Linked DNA regions of Capsicum annuum: regions 1 and 3 are each linked to region 2. Evidence: chromatin contacts called from public Hi-C data. All regions are on one chromosome and are shown on one strand. The core of a region is the stretch at or near the end of the contact, and the rest is flanking DNA. Distances in the headings are between cores, read along the strand shown. Region 1 holds the start of LOC107870589 (protein TWIN LOV 1). Region 2 overlaps LOC107870590 (a long non-coding RNA gene). Region 3 holds the start of LOC107878628 (probable acyl-activating enzyme 17, peroxisomal).

Region 1 (3,963 bases), core at 416-2,915, 180 kb before region 2:
AGGGAAAATGACAAAAGCTTACATATATCTACAAGAAGATATATTTCAATCAAAATGTACCTGTGAATTCCAAGCTTGAACCCAATGTAACAGGCAGCTCCCGTTCCATGCTCATGGAGTAGACTTCCCTTCTATAACACCTAAGCACAGACTCTCTACAGCCAGCTCCATCTTGGCATAAATTTAGTCCAACTCTGGATGGCTAAAACAAATTCACAATGCTCACTCTCCTCAAACGACAAAATGTGCAGTCAAATCAATCAATGTGTGAAGTAATTCTATCTCCTATTTTCTTTATATATACTTGCATGGACAAAACAGATTATAAGGACTTGTGTTCTTGATCAGTTGCTTAAAAAAAGGACTTACCTTTTTGATATGGTTGGACTATGCAACAGATATAGAGTTCAGCTAAATTGAAATAACAACATGAATAAATTAATCACCTCAATGGGGACCGTACGGAAGCCAGCAACCTTTCTAAGGTAATTCATGTCATTCCACTTATTCTTAGCAGGCCATTGATCCATGGAATCTCTGATGACCATTGGGGATCCTGATAAATAATGGTCTTTCGGGAATGCCTCCAACAATAAGCCTGGCCTTTTCCCTACTAACTTACAAGACAGTGACTTCCTAGGTAACAACTGCTGCACCTGCAAAGTCAAAAGAAATAAATAACCACACATATCATCTCACTACATTGTTAGCACTCAAGTAAATGCTAGACCACCTCAACTATTTGAAAGCTTAGAGGATCTCACTTATAAGCTCGTCTAGAAAACATGTATTCACTGATTTAATTCGTAAGCTGCATTCAAATTTTTCAATAGAAAAAACAACTGGGAAAAATAAACCAAAATGCTATAAATGAAAATTTAAAGAGGTACTCAAACCGAATAGACAAAAATGGTGTATAACTTAAGATTTGGATCACACTCCTTCATCAGGGCATTCCATGAATAACCTAAACCCATTAATTACATAATGCAAATAGGATTGCGAAAATGGGGGTTTTATATTACAATATGCATCTCTCCATATGGGTACAACTGAATTCCATGGACCTGAATGTAACGGTTCCCATGCCATCTCTTTTGATGCTTTCGCAGAACGCCACTCGCGACTTCTCTGGTGATTTTTCCGATGACAGATGTTGCTGATGTGGAATGGTGGAAACTCAAAAAATCGAATAGTTCAGGTTGAGATACGAAGCTCAGAAAAATCCAGGTAGTTGAGGTACGAAACTCGGAATGTCACCGGCGGTGCAATCGACGCCATTATAAATAAATAATGTCCTAATAGCATGTTCAGTGCAACCCAGAATTAGCAATAACCATCAATAACTTTTTCATAGTAGAAAATTTTATGAGAAGAATGTTAGAGATGTGGAGAAAAACGGTGGAAGAGATTAATTGAAGTTGAAACAGACACGTAAGTAAATAATGAAGCTTTAAGAAGGTGAAACTAACCTTAAATTTTAAATAAATTAGGAAAATAAATCTACTGCTCATTCAAAAATTTTCCTCCCAACCTTCTTCTTATAAAATAATCTTGACTCATCAACAAAGATTTTCCAAAATCAGGCCACTACCTCTCCCATACACTAAGCTTTCCACTGCTTCCCATAAAACAAATTTTTTTTCACTGTAGCAGTAGAAGAAAGTGCCTCTCTTTCACCAAAGATTCTATTTATCTTTTTTTTTTTTTTGGGGGGAATTTTTCTTTCATTTTCTTCAATTATTTTATTTTAAAAATTATTTTCATAACAAACATCTCTCTATATTCATAATAAATTACACTCTTAATTAATATTAATAAAATTCATAACTTTAAAACCTTTTATATTCATAACCTCCAATTATTTAATTTTGTATTAAAAAATCGAATAACAATTTTTTCTTTAAATAGTGTGAAACAATGGTTTCTTGAAAAAATCTAATCACAATTATTTCTTAAAAGGTACGTGCATTTTGAAAATCACTCCTTTAAGCTTTATTTATTTTTTTAGAGTAGATTTCTTTTATTCTGTGCATCGTCTATTAACAAACTTCGTACATTTTTATATTTTTGTAAAGAGTTATGTATTACTTTATTAGAACAATTTTCTTTTATGTTATGTGCCCATTAATTAATTTTTGGCAATCTTGTATTTCTTTTAATCTTAATCTTATTAAAATTTTAATTGTAGATGAAAAGAAGATTACTATCATAACTGTTTTTCTTGTCCTTATCTCACCGTGGGTATGAGACATAGCATATAGCAACAAAAGAAAAGTCTCACCGGCCAAGATATAGTTCAAAGTGCAATATTTTTTATATTTTTGATTTATTAAACTTCATCTCCAACTGCTCTTAACATTTTTAATTAACAATTTAGTTGTCCTTTTTCGTTTCATGCTACACTTAGTTTGTTTTTTTCTGACTCTTTTAAGGCTTGATTGACATACAAATGAAGTAGGATATTGAGATGACAAGAATCTAATTATTATTGTTTAACATTCTTTTGAGAGAAATTATATTTATATGAGTGATAGTTCTTCTTTCCTCTTCAATTCACAATATAACATCTCCAACTGCTCTTAGCACTTTTAGTTAACAATTTAGTTGTCCTTTTTCGTTTCATGCTACACTTAGTTTATTTTTTTATGACTCTTTTAAGGCTCGATTGATATACAAATGATAGGATATTGAGATGACAAGAATCTAACTATTACTGTTTAAAATTCTTTTGAGAGAAATTATATTTATATGTGTGTTAGTTCTTCTTGCCTCTTCAATTCACAATATACCATTTTCAAAAGTTTATATTAATTTAGTTAACTATTTTTCTGATTTTTTTCATTGGTGATGTCAATTTTTTATGTACGTGTCTAGACCAGAGTGTTTATTTTTTAAAGTAAAAGCAAAGGAAGAAGGCAAACGTATATGTGTGCTACTTACGAAAGTATCTATGGATCCTTCCGCAATTATGTACATCGATTTTAGTAAATCTTTTGATAAAATATGAGAATGTAACATTAGTTTAGAATTTTTAAATGACATTTAATTCATAAGAAAGTTGTTTATTGATTCATGAAATTGTAGTTTTTGATTTTTCACATTTTATAGTTTAAAGAGAAATGAAAAGGATAAAATAAGATAAAAAATATGAGATTCATATAATTAGATTTGTGTTATATATATAAATGATAAACAAGTATAAAACTTACTAAAACTAGGCATGAAAATAAATTCAATTTCATGGAATCTTTTCTTTTTCTCTACTTTCTTTTAAGAAAAATGAAATTATTGTTTCACTTATAGAATATATTATATAAAAATCAAAATTTTAGAAGACTGAAAATACGTAATTGATGAAAATTCACATAAAAATATTTATATACTTAAGAGTGTATACATTCAATTAATAAATTCTACTCTTAAATATTAGTAATGTCTATAACTCTTAAACCTTTTATATTCATAACCTTCAATTAGTTAAGTTCAAGAAGTCCATTTTTTTTCTCTCTCAATTTTTTTAAAATTTTCAAACTCTAAATATTTTGTTAATTGTCTTTATCTTCCTTTCTAATTAATATAATTGATTTGTATTAAGTAAAATTTATATCTCTATATAATTACAAAAAAAAATCTACTCTTAATAATATCACTAACTTCATGACTTTTAAATTTTCATATTCATAACCTTCATTTATTTAATTATAAAATTTAAGATGACCTATGATGTTCCTCCATTTTCATCTATATAAAGTCATAATATTTTGTTTCACAAAATCCATACTCAAGAATATTCTTTTTGTTTTATATCTAAAATAGTGTTCTTTATATTATTATTTATAGTATTAAATTCAAGCTTATTAAGAAGACATTTGAAGGTTGATTGTTTGTCAGAGAGGCTATCTAACAAGAACTTAAAAAAATTATACACTAATTTTGTATTTTTTTTCGTGTATTTTCTTA
Region 2 (3,846 bases), core at 325-2,824:
CATTTGGTTTTTTAAGATTAAGACGTCTGAATCTCAATGGATGTCTAAATGATTAAGATGTTGTTTCTAGATCTGAATACTGAATGATTAAGACTATTTGTTTTTTTTAACTTCTAAATATATGTAATTTATTTATTTGTAATAAATATGAAATTCAAATTTTAAAAGTAATAAAATATTATATGAAAAAAATATTTAGATAAAGTATTAACTTAAACAACAAACATTATTTGAGTGATAATTAAAATATTTAAAAATATAAATAAATAAATTATGTTAAATATAATTATTGAACTATCTAAATTATTAAAAAAAGCTATATCGATTAAAAATTATTGTGATAAGATGTAACTAGAAAATGAATTACTACAATAGTGAGAGAGTTTTGAGGTGTAAGTTATAATTACTAGAATAATTCAATATTTTTAATAACAAAGTGAGAGGAAAATAAATAATTGTCAAATGAGAGAGGAAAATAAATAATTCAATACGTGATTATAATCCATTGCATTATAATTCATTTGATAATAAATTAAGTTATTTTAATTCATTTTACACGCATATAGAGAGGAAAATAACAAAGTGAGTTTTGAGGGAATATATCATATTTTAAAAAGAATCTGAATAGTATTCATAGCCGAAGGGGGTTCAACATCTACAATATATACATAAAAATCATTTTAATTATTAATCCGCCGAACCCCCTAATAAAAGGCTGGCTCCGCCCCTGCACGAAAGTGACACTAGAAATGTATAATACAGAAGATCACATCCATAAGAATTAAACAATTGGGGTTTAAATAGTGTATACACAAGTCCTACAAGATAGGAACGAATCAAGAACAGATTCGCACATTGTGAGCTGGAGTAGGAGGTTTGTGTATAGGAAAGAATCACTTGGCTTTTGTTGCTTCAAAGGAGTCCCTTCTAGTGTCTATTCCATTGGTCTAGTTTTGGATTGGATGCTTTAGCTCAGAAATTCAGGAGTTTGAAATGAGTTGGAGCAAGTCCGACCATTTCGTGGCAGTAAATTGAAAATATTAGTGCAATAACTTAGAATCTGTTGAACAAACTTGTCCACTTGTTAGGCATTTCCAACAATTTACATGAATTGTTGTAACAAGCTTGCTACTTGCTAAGATCTTTCAAATAAGTAATCTGACTTGTTGCAACAATTACTGTATTACTTATTGGGACGTTTAGAACAGTTTGGGGACCTAGTGTAATAACTTGTTGCAACAGATTCTTTACCAAACATAGAATATATTGAACACAGATCCACTAAATATAGCAAATATAGACATAATAGAAATATAAATTGTTTAACAAAAACATAAACATAAACATAAATTGTTCAAATGTTTCATCAACCCAACTTAGGGCGCTCCAATTCTTTATCATCTGCGTGCTTCTTTGGAGTATTAGTTGTCTTCTCTTTGACATGCCCAACTGCCCTTCGAAATTTGTTGTGCTTTCCTCTTTATAAAGCTAGGAATGAAAGGAGATGATATCTACGAAGATAGCCAGATACCTCTTTTAGATATGAACTTTTTAATCAAGGCCTCTTAGCTTTCTGATGCCTTCACCAAAGAGAGAAAACACTTTTGGTCAAAGGGTCAATTTTCTCTGTCAACTTCTTCATATTCTCTTTGCACTTGTGACATTCACAAGAACAAGATGGCACCTTGGAAGTACCACCCCAATAGATGAACACCCAGCCAACTGGAAAGGAGTTTCTGCTGCGTGTCCACCAACTCCAAATGGAGTATCTCCACTGAAATCACTACCATCACCACCATAACTTCTTACAACATTGTGTTCATCGTTATTTTTCGTTTAACCAGCAACAACACTTGCCACAATATCATCAATTGCTTTATAAACATTATCACCATCGTTCCTCCTAGCATCACTCTCAAGAGCCCTAGACCAATTCCTATTGATGTTTTGTGGCTCCAGTCAAATCACTTTTTTAATTCAATAAGTTCGTCGTTTCAAGATTCCAAGGGCACAAAATTGATAATATTTTCCATCTTGAACACTTTTTTTTTTTAGGAACTAAAACAGGGTGCACAATCTACATGCCAAAAATAAATATATTAAAATGACGCTGACTCATCAAAATCAACAATTTATTAGAACAGTTATTGCAACAAATTCAGAAACTGTTGTTCAATATATTACATAGTTGTTGCAACTTCATGAATTTATGGGGTATTCTCAACATGTTTAGAATTTATTAACAACTTTATTGGATTTTCAAACTAATTCAACAACATAAGTCTAAAGAAGCATGCAAGGGACTAAACTGTAACACAAGCCATCACTACAACAAATTTAGAGGTTATGGCAGCAGTTCACCATATATTATTTGTCATAATAGATTGCAACACATAGAGGAATGATTGCAACAACTACAATAGTTGTTAGGATAATTTTAACAAATAACTTGATTTATTGCAACAACTTAGTAATATGTTGGATAATGTCCAACGAGTATAATAGTTATAACAAAAGATTAAAAGTTTGTTCCAAAATATTCAAAGGGGTAGAAATTAAGTTACTTTATGCACATGTGTTGTAAGGCTTACCGCGTCCTAGGGGGTTGAAACAGATCAACATCAGGATTGTTGGATCTCGCGGCCAGCCATCTAAGGATCCGTGGACAAGACACGTCCTCTGAGAAGTCCTTAACTTGATGGCGGAGGTGAAGAATGGCTTCAAATGCTCAAGCACAGATAAAATGATGTCAGAGACGATCATAATAATAATTGAACTCAAAATCAATAAAAACAAAAAACATTGAAAAAAGTTTACCATGAAAGACCATGGAAAACCATAGAGGTTGATGGTCTTTATTACCCTTGGCTTCATCTCTCTCGGGAGATACTCAATAGTGAGCTTAAAGCTTTCTCTACCCCATGGAAATGCATTGAAATGCCTCTTTGTTGGCTGACAGTATAACCCAATCCTTTTCAACATTCTTGTTAACATCTCTTGCACAAAGAATATTGTGCACAAACCAAACTAAGCAGAGTGACTTCTTGTAATCTCTTGAGATGAGACTGATTCAGAAGTCAATAAGGTTAGCAAACTTTTTACTTAAAGCTCTTCCCCACAAAGTCTACCAACTCTTTACCCTCATTTTTTAGACTTCTCCAACTCTAATAGTGACAGGAAGAGGATGACATCTCAATCCAGTTACCAAGACAAACTCCTTCATGCCAAAACAAACCAGCATGCCACAATAGTTTACCCAGACCTCCTCTTTTTTCTTACAAATCACCCTGCGAAGCAGAAGATTACTCACCACAGTCATTTGAAATCGTGCAACAATATTATCAGGCAGGTTTAGAAAGTGACCCGAACAACTTGACCGAAAGAATTTCTCCAACTTTTGTTCCCTAAGTATCTTCCTAAACTCATTCCATGACTTCCCCATACCTGATTTCACAATAACCTCAACACACAGATTTTTGTGTTCATCCAACGGCATCTTCACGTCGTACTTCTTAATACTAATGCTTCTAACGACAGTATTGATGCAAGGTCTATTGGGATCACTGTCAGTACCAGACGATTCGGCAGTAGAAGACTCCGCATCCTGATCATGTGCATGTTTGTTTCTTTGTTCAAAGGCAGTCGTTGACTTTTCAACTGATGTGGTGTTATCATTATGATGTTGATACGCATCAATGGTTCCTTCTCGGGTAGATTTGTTTTTAGAATATGTATCATGATCATGATCTCTATCTTCGGTTCTTTCTTGGGTTTCTCATTAGAATACATATCATTTCCATCTTGACCATATCCAAATCTTGTTTCTACTATTTTTTCTACCTGATA
Region 3 (3,737 bases), core at 673-3,172, 140 kb after region 2:
AGAGATTTCTTTTTCTTAATTTCACTGTCACATTCTGAAAGTTGATGTTTCATTAAATGAATTAAATAAAAAATAATAGATAGTACATTAAAATAGTGCGACATATGACAAAATTAAAAGAAAATTCAAATTTTAATATAATGTATGACAAAAAAAGATAGTGCATTGAATAGTGCACTATATGAAATAAATTAAATACGTACTAAATAAAAAAAAAGAAAATTGCATTATATGAAATAAATAAAAGGATAGTGCAGTAAAATAGTGCACTAAAAATAAATGAAAAAAAAGTGCACAAAATGAAAAATAATGAATAATGCACTATTTTTGTGCAATATGTGAAAAAATGAATAGTGCATAAATAAGTGCATTATATTAAAAATAATTAATAGTGCAATATGTGAAAAAAAATAATAATGCACAAAACTAGTGTAACATTAAAAAAAATGGATAATATATTTTTTTTTGGTCAAACCAATCGATAGGGCCTCAAATTTATCTCGAAAATTCACTTAGAACCCTCAACTAAGGCTTGTACCTATTAGGCACCTCAAGTACTAAAATTGATACCTATCAGGCACAAAATGCTAATTTGGCAAGGAAAGTGTGAGCGTGCGAATAGTAAATTAAATAATATTTTATTTTTTTTATTAAAAAAATTATATTTAAATTATTTTATTAATTTAATTTTTAATTATTCTAATATTTTAATTTTTTTTTAAATGAAAAGCTCCCCCCACGCCCCACAGTCAACTTCTTCTTCACAAACACCCCCCCCCCAACAATTAGCAGTGAACAAGATCCATTAAGCACAAAATTGTTTCCTTTGCACAAGATTTGAATCTATTAGCAGTGAACATGATTATTGTTTCCTCAAATATTATTTCCATTGCAACAATTTGAAGAAAAGCTTCAAACCAAAATCCATCAAATCAGTTGAAAATTAGCAACTCCGAATAATAACAAAATCACTAATCAATCTTAACCATTAAAGACTACATCAAAGAAGTAACCATTCTTCACCATTGTCAACAACATCAAAGATTTGGGAAAAAAATTCTTTCTTTTTTGGAGTTGATTTTCCGGTGAGTCTCGCCGGAAAACGTTGACTGTGTTGCTACTTTCTCGTGTGTGTGTGTGAACTGTGAGTGTGCGTGAGTGAACTCTCTATGTGTGTGAGTGAATGTATGTGTTTGTGTCTGATTTTGGAGTTGATTTTTCGACGAGTCTCGTCGAAAAATGTTTACTGTGTTGCTGCTCTCGTGTATGTGTGTAAACTGTGTGCGTGTGAGTGAATGCGTGTGTTTGTGTGTGAGAGAGCTGTGAAACGGGGGAGGGGTGGTGTGAAGATGACGACGGGCGGAATTGGGGGTGTTTTTTTTAATTAAAATTATTATTAAATAGATAATTAAATAGAAAAATATAAAAAATCAGTAATTTCACGTATTATTTTTTTGCCGCGTATTTTTTTTAATTGACTAATTTTGCCACGTCAGGCGAGTGTATTACACACACTTTGTGTCTGTTGTTGATTAGGTAAAAAACGCCCAATTGAAACAAAATTTAAAATTTAGGGATTTGATAGGTATAAACCTTAGTTTAGGAATTTAAGTGAATTTTTGAAACAAATTTAAAATCCTAGAGTTTTGCCTTTTTTTTCCTGTGCAATATCCACTTTTAACCTCGTCAATCTCAAACGTTTTTGAAAAGAAATCAAAGTGCACAAAACAAAGTGCATCAAATCTACTTTTGTTACTTTTTAATTTGAGACCATAAATTAATTATTTTTTTAAGTTGAGGGAACCTTTCAGTCGCCGACTCAAATAGATCAAATAAATTAAATGAAGATTTATTTTAAGAATAAGAATATGGTGCTAAAAGTTTTTTAATTTTGTATAGTTACGTGGCGTAAGTTCCCTCGATCTTTATGTACCATCAAATAGTGTCTTAAGATAGACCAATCTCCCTCTAACAAGAAAGATTAAAAAATTGGTAGATTTGGCAGCCACGGAACACGTTTCTAATCATTCAAATTCATGTTTGTTTCTCTTCATCTAAGTAATTAATTAATAATATCCAACAACTTGAAGGTGTTTGATTGATTGCTTCACCCATTTGCTCTAATTTGTGTGTAATCACACTCTTTATTACTACTTCACAAGTGGGTGTGGGTGTGGGGTGTGTGGAGGATATGGGTCATCATCAGAATTACAAGAGCTTAGATTCCGTCACCGTCGCCGACTTCGAAGCTCAGGGAATACCCTCTGAACTTCACGAGAAATTAACCCAAATAGTTGGTAATTACGGGTCTGCCACTCCCCAAACATGGCACCATATCTCCAAACAAATACTCACTCCAAACCTTCCTTTCTCGTTCCACCAGATGATGTACTATGGCTGCTACAAGGATTTTGGCCCTAACCCGCCTGCCTGGTTACCCGACCCGTTAGACCCTCTTCTCTTTCCTTTGCTTTAATTATCATTCTTTTTATGATTCATTTTATTCATTCACCTCGTCTTAAGTTTTATAAGCTCTTTTGCATAGAGGCTTCAATTCTGAATAAGTTGGGTTGGCAATTCGACTATTTTTACGATGATATCAACTTCATCACCGCTGTGCTTTATCTGGAATTGTGACTGGCTATGCCTGTGAAGCTCACAGAGACTAAGTTTGTTAATGTATATGTGAAAAGTCTTTGTAACTTAATTTCAAGCATGGAGTTATGTTCAAGAATTAACTGGGTGATACAAAGACTGATAAATAGTGATAAGCTGGCATTAATAGATGAGTGTACGTACCATCATGCGACATGGTTTTGTGGGTTTTCTTGTCAAAAGGTGTATTGGATATCAAAATATCATGCCAATTTTCTATATTTCTCGTATACTTGACTGATCATCTCCCCTTTGCTTTGTTCCTTTTTCTTTTGGTTGATAAGTGTGAATGGTGATTCTTTTCCGACTGCACTAGATTTTGCATATGGAAAAAATAAGACATTGCGTGTGTTATAGAATTTCCGGAACTTAAATTTGTTTGAATTTATTTTTAATGCCAATTTTTTTTTCTGGAACAGAAAAAATGCACAGTTGACGAATATTGGCCAGCTTCTGGAGAGGCATGGAAAGGAGTTCTTGGGATCAAAATATGAAGACCCAATCTCTAGCTTCGCTGATTTTCAGAGATTTTCAGTCTCCGACCAAGAGGTAGGTTGAGTGTACTCTGAAGATGAATTCCTGATTATTGGACTTCTGTTGTGATTTTGGTGCTAATAAGGAATCATGTGTTTGTTGACTCTCTCATTTCCTGCTCTCTCTCTTTCTAGGTATTTTGGAAAACCATATTGGAGGAAATGAATATTTCATTTTCAGTTCCCCCTGAATGTATTTTACGTGAGACTCCATCTCATCCAGGTGGTCAGTGGCTTCCTGGGGCCAGGGTGAATCCAGCGAAGAATTGCCTCAGTAAAAGAAAGAGGACTCTAAGTGATGTAGCCATAGTATGGCGAAGTGAAGGAAATGATGAAGCACCTGTGCAAAAGATGACCTTGCAGGAGTTACGTGAATCAGTTTGGTAAGATTCATTGGTGTTGTAAATTATTCTTTCAATGAACTGATGTAGTTAGATGTACAACAGTTAGCTAGATCAGCTTTGATATGATACTGTGAAATGCTAACATCTTCTCTTAATAAAAGTTGTAGATCTAGAAACCGGACAACTACATGAAAACACCAGAGCC

What was found. A called contact is a pair of places that touch in the nucleus more often than the background predicts.
Region 1: a contact with region 2 is called in a Hi-C map of leaf, with 4 times the contacts expected there. The contact joins the promoter of LOC107870589 here to the enhancer-like site in region 2. A contact is called at or near these places in 4 of 5 Hi-C or Micro-C datasets (bud, leaf, pericarp and 1 more).
Region 3: a Hi-C map of leaf shows a contact between it and region 2, with 2.6 times the contacts expected there. The contact joins the promoter of LOC107878628 here to the enhancer-like site in region 2. A contact is called at or near these places in 2 of 5 Hi-C or Micro-C datasets (leaf and placenta).

What each region holds. Positions count from the first base shown.
Region 1 is chr5:154,378,865-154,382,827 of UCD10Xv1.1, reverse strand. LOC107870589 (protein TWIN LOV 1) reads right to left here and starts at 1,665. Exons shown (of 10, transcript XR_007055950.1): 1 at 1,473-1,665; 2 at 1,068-1,298; 3 at 447-656; 4 at 61-202.
Region 2 is chr5:154,196,454-154,200,299 of UCD10Xv1.1, reverse strand. It overlaps LOC107870590 (a long non-coding RNA gene), which reads right to left. Exons shown (of 4, transcript XR_007055938.1): 2 at 2,818-3,846; 3 at 2,592-2,727; 4 at 1,247-2,077. Among protein-coding and RNA genes, the nearest start is that of LOC107870590, 6.3 kb to the right of the region's middle. Within about 2 kb of position 1,574, at least 3 of the 5 cell types and tissues checked have an H3K27ac peak or open chromatin away from gene starts, as enhancers often do. A contact at or near this core is called in bud and leaf, where this site is marked.
Region 3 is chr5:154,061,097-154,064,833 of UCD10Xv1.1, reverse strand. LOC107878628 (probable acyl-activating enzyme 17, peroxisomal) reads left to right here and starts at 1,922. Exons shown (of 14, transcript XM_047413210.1): 1 at 1,922-2,445; 2 at 3,075-3,204; 3 at 3,324-3,571. The coding sequence starts at 2,192.